Linked DNA regions of Mus musculus: all the other regions are linked to region 1. Evidence: chromatin contacts called from public Hi-C and HiChIP or PLAC-seq data. All regions are on one chromosome and are shown on one strand. The core of a region is the stretch at or near the end of the contact, and the rest is flanking DNA. Distances in the headings are between cores, read along the strand shown. Region 1 has its middle 14 kb from the start of Gm38661. Region 2 holds the start of Ulk4 (unc-51-like kinase 4). Region 3 holds the start of Nktr (natural killer tumor recognition sequence).

Region 1 (2,700 bases), core at 139-2,638:
GCCAGCCACATCGACCACTTCTTCCAGTGAGCCGTGGCATACTTAAGGCTCCTCCGAAACCGTTCCAAACAGCCAGGGACCGAGTGTTCAGACAGAGAGGAGAACAACCATAGAAGGGGTGGCAGGCCCTGGTGTCACCCTGGGTTCCTCTCTTCCTTCACATACTGATGCAAGAGGGGTTCACCCTCAGCATCCCAAGGTTGCGGAACAGGAAGTTCTCTGCTAAGCTACAACTTGCAGGGAAAGAAACTGTTTATGCTAAGTCGATGTGGCTTGTGGATGCTACAAGGGACCCTCTGAGTTAGGACCCCGCGTCTTATCTTAAAAACATTATTTTCTCAATTCTTTGAGAATGTCATACAATGTATCTTAATCCTATTCACTGGCAACTTCATAACTCCTCCCATATCCACTTCCCTCTCCCCACCCTCCCAAATTCACGCCTCACGCCCAGCTCAGGTTGTCCAACCCAAGGACAAGAGTCCCTAAAAAGGCCAGTAGGAGAATCAGGAAACAAAGATGTCAAGTTCTTGGCTTTGAACTATGAGGGAAGAAAAGGCTAAGTACACAGTTTGATGTGAAACCAGACCTGGAGAGGAAGCTTGCTGGACCATTGCTTACTTGCTTTCTCTCTCTCTCTCTCTCTCTCTCTCTCTCTCTCTCTCTCTCTCTCTCTCTTTCTCTCTCTCTCTCTCTCTCTCTCTTTCTTTCTTTCTTTTCATTTCTCTCCCAGTCCGGTGTAATCTTCACCCTACCGGCTCCTAGGTTCACTAGTCAATTACTATGTCAAGAACTGAGTGGTTGGAAGTTCTTGCAGCAGACAAGGAAAGGGAGGGGTTGGAGGTTCGCAATATTCATTATGCATTTGATTCCCCTTTTCTAGTGGTCTGAATTCCAGGTTATGGGAAAAGCCTGGAATGAGTCTTAGGAGCCAAGGACAGAGGATCCAGTTTTACAGGGGCTAGGAAGGAAGGCGTTACACAGCCCCACCCTAAGGCTCACTTCCACCACAGGGTTACGATTCCCTTGAGCAATGGGGAAGGAGAAATGGCAGCAGATGGGTCTCAGCAGAAAGGTGTCCAGCCGTACGTAGATGTGAGGACTCACTACCACGCACAGTCCGGGAGCAGGAAGGGAGGTGAATCCAGGAGCCTTGTGGATGGGACCAAAGAGAATAGCAGAAGCCTCCCCTTCAGGTCTAGCAGTACTGCATTCAGAGCTTGATACCATCTTGGAGAAGGCAGACAGAGGGAGGCATCAATATGAATTCCCCGAAGCGTATAAAGGGGGTTGAAGAAGAAAATGATGCGTGAGCTCCTGGTTCGATCATAGCCCAAGAGGAGTTTGTTTTCACGGCCAGTAGAGGGCGCTCAGAGATAAAAGAAGGCCTGTTGGCACTGGGCCCTGGATAAGCGATCGCCAGATGGGACTTTTGCTCGCCCCTGAAAAGCAGTTGAGTGCTGGTTTCTGTCTCACTCTTAACCCCACTCGGGCCATCACTTGCAACGGGGCTTTGCTTGGGGTTAAGGTTGGGAAAAACGCCCAGGGAGCAGGCCTGGCTTCTCAGGGGCCTCTCTAGCGGGGGATTGGCTCTCCCTCTTAGAAGCTCCATGCACCCACTTAGCGGCTGCCTCAGACTGCTCTGAGGATCCAGACAGGCTTGAGTGGAGGTTGTGAGGGGGCAGCAGACGTGGTCATGAATGCAGGGAACTGAGTCCCTGTGCTTGGGGCATCAGGAAGTCATGGGGCTAGAGAGGCACAGCAATGAAGAATAGCAAAACTCAGCATCCAATGGGAGAGGAAACACTTCACACACACATACACACACACACACACACACACACACACACACACACACACACACACACACTCGATACCACACCTTGACCATCCAGAAAGCATCTTAGGGATAATTATGAAAATGTTATGTGTTATTAAGATGTTCCTTCAGATGGGCTTGGACATAGGCCCATCTAATGTCAGCTTTATTAATTGTCAACTTGACACAACTTAGAATCACCTGGGAAGAGAGTCTCATTAAGGGATTGTCTACATTTGGGTTGGCCTTTGGGAGTGTGCATGTGCGTGTGTGTGTGTGTGTGTGTGTGTGTGTGTGTGTGTGTGTGTTCATGAGTGTGAGTGCATGTGTATCTTAATTAAGGTAGTCAATATAGCATGATCCAACTCACTGTGGGCAGCAGCGTTCCCTAAGCAGGGGTCCTGAAATGATTAAGAGTGGAGAGGATAAGCCAGGAGTGCAGGTGCTGGTCTGCCTTATCTACCTCAGCTAGGCTTCATTAAGGCCGGATGGTTTTACGGACAACTCATGCCAGGCTTGCTGGCTCTCTAGACACTACAACAGGCCTTCCTGTTTCTGTGTTCTATGTTCACCTTACTCTGCTAACAAACACCTTTGCCCTCTCTTACAGCGAAAACAGAGACACTGCACAGGAGAGCTCCCTGCTTCCTGTGTCCAGACTCACAGACTCACAAGCTTGCTGTCAGCTGTCTTTGATTTTTTTTGGTTTTGTTTTTCATGAAGGAAGCAGGTTCTCCTTCAAGATTCTGACCCATTTCTGCATAAATTCTGAGGGTCTCCTCCTCCCCCCTCTCTTGGGACCCACCTTATTTCAACCACTGTGCCTTGATTTCCCTGCCCTTTAAAAGATTCTTTATGAAGCATTCAACGTTAATGTAAGA
Region 2 (2,700 bases), core at 68-2,567, 200 kb before region 1:
CAAAGGCAGCTCAGGCAGCATACACAGGGATACTTGGCATCTCTCAGAGCGCCACTCAGCTGTCAGGAAGAGTGGAATTACATCATTTTCAGGAAGATGAATTGAGTCAAAGTCATTGCGGTGATGCTATGAGGTAAGCCAGAGCCAGGCAGACAAACACTACATTATCTCTCTCTGGCAAAATTGAGTGGGAATATACAAAATAGTATATAACCTAGATTTAAACATATATCATATATGAGGAACGGGAGTAAACAGAGGACTACAGGGAAGAAAAATGAGCCTAAAGGGAGGAGAGGCAGGAACAAAGGGTCACGGGAGGCAGTAACGACACAACACCATGTTTCCTCTCATGCAAAATCAAGACATAAAAGTAGGTCCTGTGAAGCCACAAGACAACTATGAGAGGATGAGAAAGAGGACAAGCAGGAGGGGGTAAGAAGAGCAGAGGAAGATAGTGAGGGGCAGACATAAGGAAAACACAAAGACAGACATATAGGAAAATGTCGTAGTGAAGCCCTGAAACTGTATGATAGCTTAAGATGTCATTGTTACAAAAGAACATGGGGCTGAGAAGACGGTTCACCTGGTTAAGTGTTTACTCTGCAAGCCTGAGGACTTGAGTTCAAATACTCAACACACACATAGAAACCCAGTAATCCCAGCTTTGAAGGGCCTACACGGGAGAACCCCAGGAGCTCACTGGCAGGCTAGTCTAGTCTCAACAACCAGCCTCGGGCAGGGGAAAAAGACCTTGTCTCTAGGCAAAAGGCAGACAGGCCAGAGGAAGACACTCAACACCCTTCTCTGCCTGCACACACAGGAGCATCCACCAGTACACTCACATGCATGCGCGCACACTCTCTCACATGTGCAAGAAACCTTGTCAAAACTATCAGTGGACAGAGAGATGGCTCAGCCATTAAGAATACATACTGCTCTTGCAGAGGATCTGAGTTCTGTTCCCAGCACCCACTCCGGGTGGCTCACAACTACCTGTAACTCCAGCTCGAGGAAATCCAACACCATCTTCTGGCTTCCGCAAACACTCAACATGTGCACACGCACGTAAATAAACTTTTTTTTTTTTTTTTTTAAATAAGACTTTAGATAAGTTGCTGTCCTGGGGGAAGTGGTCGCGCCTCTGAGGAGGATGAAGCGGGTCAGAGATGTAACCAGGAATGGAGCCGCAGCTGCCCACCCACCTGCACGATGGTGGGGGACCCGAGTTGCACGCGCTCTGCCTTGCCACGGCGAGGCCACAGCTTGGACAGAGGAAACCGAGGCACCCGAAGACCTGGCCAACTCCCCTGGACGCGTGGGTGAGCCCTCTGCGTCACCATGACAACCTGCGAGACGCGGGGGGGAAAAAGAGCGGGACTTTGATTGGCTGATCGCTACCCAGAAGAACCCGGAAGTGAGCGAGTTTGCGCGCCCATCCAGCGACACTAAGGACCCCACGCCACTTCGAACATGATCTCGCTGGCCTAAGGGGACACTGGAAACTGGAAAGAGACCGGAATCGTGGGCAGTTCTCAGGTTTGCCCGGCGAGCATCCCTCGGTATTTGAAAGCCGCCATCCCATCTCCATGGCAACACAAGGACGGCCGGAAAAGACCCGGATGCTGCCTGGTTGAGCGCTTCCGGCGCTGTGGGCTGGGGCCGGAAATGAGAATCTTTGAGTACACCTAAGTGGCCTTGGGCACTCTAAAGCCAGTGCATCCTTTCTAGAAAGAGGTGGGAGAGATGGCGAGACTCACACAGCCCCACTGCAGGCCCTGCTTGGCGTTTACACGCCCCCTCGTCTCCATGACAGCAATAGGACGCCGGCGATGCAGGGCGCTGATTGGCTGAGATTAGGAGGCATGGACCGGAAGTGGCCGGAGATTGGCGTGGCTAGAGCCAGTCCCCTCCCCATCTGCGCGCCGATGCCTCTGAGCCTCCTCAGGAAACTTCTCGGTCTGGAGCCCGTTGGTCACTGCAGGCTCAGCGGACCGAGGTTAGGACGGATCGGCCTCTCTAGTCAGAGCGTGCAGTGGTGATCAGATCCCACCGGGAAGGCAGCATAATCGCGTGGTCCCAGCCTTCAAGCTGCCTGCGCCGCACATCTTGGTGGGTGGGACTTAAAGTCTTTCACGTCTGCCTGGTCCCAGAGCGTCACAGCTTTAGCTGTTTTGCTGTGTTTCCTTCTTAAACAGGGTTTCACGCTGTAGCCCAGGTTGGCCTCCAACTGGAGTCCTCCAACTTCCATTCTGATGTGAGAGCAGGCTGACAGTATCTATGGAAGGAAGAAAGCCCAACTCAGTTGACCAGAATCGGGCTAGAGATGGGGCTAAAGTTCCTTTTCTAGGTGGGGTGTGGCGGTGGGGAGATAGGACCCTACGTTTCTTGTTTTGTTTTGTTTTTTCGAGACAGCGTTTCTCTGTGTAGCCATGGCTGTCCTGGAACTCACTTTGTAGACCAGCCTGGCCTCGAACTCAGAAATCCGCCTGCCTCTGCCTCCCAAGTGCTGGGATTAAAGGCGTGCGCCACCACTGCCCGGCGGACCCCAAGTTTCTAAGGATAAACCAAGGTATAATTCCACCACAGCTCATGCGAGGGAACCAATGAATTTGTTAGGCTTACATACAGAGCCCGGATGAGGGCTTACAGACAGAAGCACTGCAAACCCAAAGCACTGGAAAAGTCTTCACCCAGTGT
Region 3 (2,700 bases), core at 23-2,522, 240 kb after region 1:
GTTTTAAATTAAGGAACAAGGTACAAAAGCTTGGAAAGACGGTAAGTCACTCGTAGGTTTAGGTTTTTGGATATGGAATTTTGCTTTATGTAACAGACCCAACCTCAACACTGATTGTGATTAAAATTTTCTACAACAGCACATTTTTTAAAAAAGATTTATTTATTATATGTAAGTACACTGTAGCTGTCTTCAGACACTCCAGAAGAGGGCATCAGATTTCATTATGGATGGTTGTGAGCCACCATGTGGTTGCTGGGATTTGAACTCGGGACCTTCAGAAGAGCAGTCGGCGCTCTTAACCACTGAGCCATCTCGCCAGCCCCAACAGCACATTCTTATTGTGTACCTTTTGTTTTGAGACAGGATCTACCTAGCCCTGACTGGCCAGGAAGACAATATGTAGAACTGACTGACCTCAGACTGAGAGCCACCTACCTCTGCCTCTCGAGCCGCTGGGATTAAAGGCTGTGTATTATTGCTCACAGACTTTCCTTTTGTAAGGTTTTACTTTCTGTTTTGCCTGCATGTATGTCTGGGCACCATGTGCATGCTTGGTGTCCACGGAGGTCAGGGGAGCGCGATGGAAACCCTGAAACGAGATGGTTGTAAGCCACCATGCGGTTATTGAGCTGGGCTTTGAACCAGGTCCAATGCAAAAGCGGCCTCTAGACCATCTTAACTGCTAGACCATCGCTCCTGTCAACTGGTTTGGTTTCTTCACAGGTCTCAGGTATCTCAGGCTGACCTTGAACTTCTGAATCTCCTGCCTTTACCCACCAAGCGCTGGTGCGCAGGTGTAAACGCTACGGTTTGTGTTTTGCTTCGGGGTTTTGTTGTTGCCTTGATTTTTGTTTCCTTTCGTTGTATTTCTGAGAAAGCCTCAAGTGACCCAGGCTGGCCTCGAGCCGGCGGCCAGCCTCGTCTCACCCTGGCGGGCAAGGGAGGCACATCTGGCTCCATCTGGTCCTCGATTCTTTTAACGCGAGACAAACAGCGTGACCGCATCAACCACGAGAGAGAACAGGTCACCCGCCACGTCGGCCGGAAGCCTGGGATTCACCCTGCGTTCATCCACTGGCCACGCAATCAGAAATCTCGCGGTGCTGCATGAGTGAGCCGTGGTTGACAGCTCGCACACGTCTGCGCACTCGGGATTGGACAGGGGATCCTGAGGGGCGGGGCACGAGAGCCCTGGCGCGGACCGCCTACTCCGACCCCACACCCCGCTCGGCGGCGAGACGAACTCTCGCGACGCTTGCGTCCGGCCTCGCGAGCTCTGGCGTGGCGCTCGCCGGCTGGCCCTCACGGGGAAGAGGTGGCGTTCCGTTGGTGACGTTAGGCTCCGGCGGCGCCGGCAGGGCGTTCTCCGGAGCTGTGCGGCCAGGTGAGAAGCTCGACGGGAGCGCGGGTAGCCGCGGCTGGGGTGGGCGGGCGGGCGGGTGGGCAGGGTGGGGCGGCCTCTCGTCGGCCGCGTCCCTGTCAGGCGGGCCGGGCCCCGCCCCGCCCGGCCGCCCGCCTGCCCTCAGCGCCCTCCTCCCTGTCCGCAGCTCGCCGCCGTCCCGCTGCTGCGCTCGCGATGGGCGCCCAGGACCGGCCGCAGTGTCACTTCGACATCGAGATCAACCGGGAACCGGGTGAGCGGGGCGGGCCCCTCTGTGGGCCCGGGTCGGGGTGGAAGTGGACGCGGCGGAGCCGGAGCCGGAGCCGGGCGGGGGCGGGGCGGGGCGGGCTCGGCCGGCCAGAGCTGCGGAGCCGCCGCGGTCACGAGCCGGCCAGCTGCCCTCCGCTGTCCCTCGGGAGCCTTCCCGAGAATGTACTGGCTCCGGGAGACGTGGCTGGAGAGGAGAGACTGAAGGGCTTGTGCGGGTTCTGTAGCCCCGGGATTGCTCCTAGGCTGCGGCCGCGATGTTTGGTTTTTTTTTTTTTTTTTTTGGAAGTCCAGTGTGCAGCCATTCATTAATCCCGAGGCGTCGACGTCTCTGTGTGCAGAGAGGTGGCTGCTGCACACATCGGTGCGCACACATGTAAAGGTCGCGTGTGTATCGAGCAGGAACATGTGTACGGATGCGCGGTTCTCAACCGACAGGGATCTTAACTGGAGGTGTGTGGTGTGCGCCACGTCTTAGGTCGCAGTGGACTCGCAGGAGAGCTGCTTGTCCTGGGCTCTGGAAGGGCAGCAGTGACTAAAGCAGGGCTGCTGCTTCTTTTATGTTGACGTCCTGGGGGAAAGAGGCAGGAAGTGAAGGGGTAAAAACCGCATTCCCTCCAGTAGTGCTGTTTTAGTCAGGCGGTGAGCGAGAAAGGCCATCTTGAGAAGATGACATTTGAGTAGGTGCGAAGCCGAACCTGTGGAGGGACGCCTTTGAGAACTGTGCTTGGTAGTGGCAGCCAACGGTTAGCTTGGGTTCTGAGACAGCGCTTGTGTTTCTTGAGGGAAAGCGAAGGTCCCGGTCTGGCTGGAGTAGAGGGAACAGAATAAGGAAAACTCAGGCTCTAGGATAAAAGGAAGACGGTGACGGTTCTGAACAAAGGATTGGAGCGATCTTAAACGTTCTGTTTTTCTCATCTAACATTTCGACCCTGACTGTAGCTGCAGTTTATTTAGCATTTACCAAACTTACTCTGGAGATTTTTCACGGATTTTTTTTTTTTTTTTGCAAAACTAATGTATTAACATACTCAGAAAGTAATAGGAAT

What was found. Hi-C and Micro-C count contacts between places; a contact is called where the count stands out from the background. HiChIP or PLAC-seq counts read pairs in DNA pulled down with a chosen protein or histone mark.
Region 2: an H3K4me3 HiChIP or PLAC-seq map of bone marrow-derived macrophages shows a contact between it and region 1, with 2.1 times the contacts expected there. The contact joins the promoter of Ulk4 here to the enhancer-like site in region 1. A contact is called at or near these places in 1 of 39 promoter capture datasets (hippocampal neurons), 23 of 484 Hi-C or Micro-C datasets (B cells, the Ba/F3 cell line, the G1E-ER4 cell line and 12 more), 7 of 115 datasets of contacts at active chromatin or transcription factors (the 230-238 cell line, bone marrow-derived macrophages, embryonic stem cells and 1 more) and 3 of 9 other capture datasets (adipose tissue, embryonic stem cells and liver).
Region 3: a contact with region 1 is called in a Hi-C map of cortical neurons. The contact joins the promoter of Nktr here to the enhancer-like site in region 1. A contact is called at or near these places in 8 of 39 promoter capture datasets (the 3T3-L1 cell line, the HPC-7 cell line, cranial neural crest and 4 more), 1 of 15 datasets of contacts at CTCF or cohesin (large pre-B cells), 4 of 484 Hi-C or Micro-C datasets (the HPC-7 cell line, cortical neurons, large pre-B cells and 1 more), 13 of 115 datasets of contacts at active chromatin or transcription factors (bone marrow-derived macrophages, embryonic limb bud, embryonic stem cells and 6 more) and 3 of 9 other capture datasets (adipose tissue, embryonic stem cells and pancreatic islet).

What each region holds. Positions count from the first base shown.
Region 1 is chr9:121,476,098-121,478,797 of GRCm38.p6, forward strand. No RefSeq gene overlaps it. Among named protein-coding and RNA genes, the nearest start is that of Gm38661, 14 kb to the right of the region's middle. Within about 2 kb of position 1,389, at least 24 of the 459 cell types and tissues checked have an H3K27ac peak or open chromatin away from gene starts, as enhancers often do. A contact at or near this core is called in bone marrow-derived macrophages, cortical neurons, neural progenitor cells and 1 more, where this site is marked.
Region 2 is chr9:121,275,855-121,278,554 of GRCm38.p6, forward strand. Ulk4 (unc-51-like kinase 4) reads right to left here and starts at 1,318. Exons shown (of 37, transcript NM_177589.3): 1 at 1,206-1,318. Gm34655 (a long non-coding RNA gene) reads left to right here and starts at 1,893. Exons shown (of 2, transcript XR_003948091.1): 1 at 1,893-2,112.
Region 3 is chr9:121,717,909-121,720,608 of GRCm38.p6, forward strand. It overlaps Nktr (natural killer tumor recognition sequence), which reads left to right and starts at 1,273. Exons shown (of 17, transcript NM_010918.2): 1 at 1,273-1,387; 2 at 1,551-1,637. The coding sequence starts at 1,580.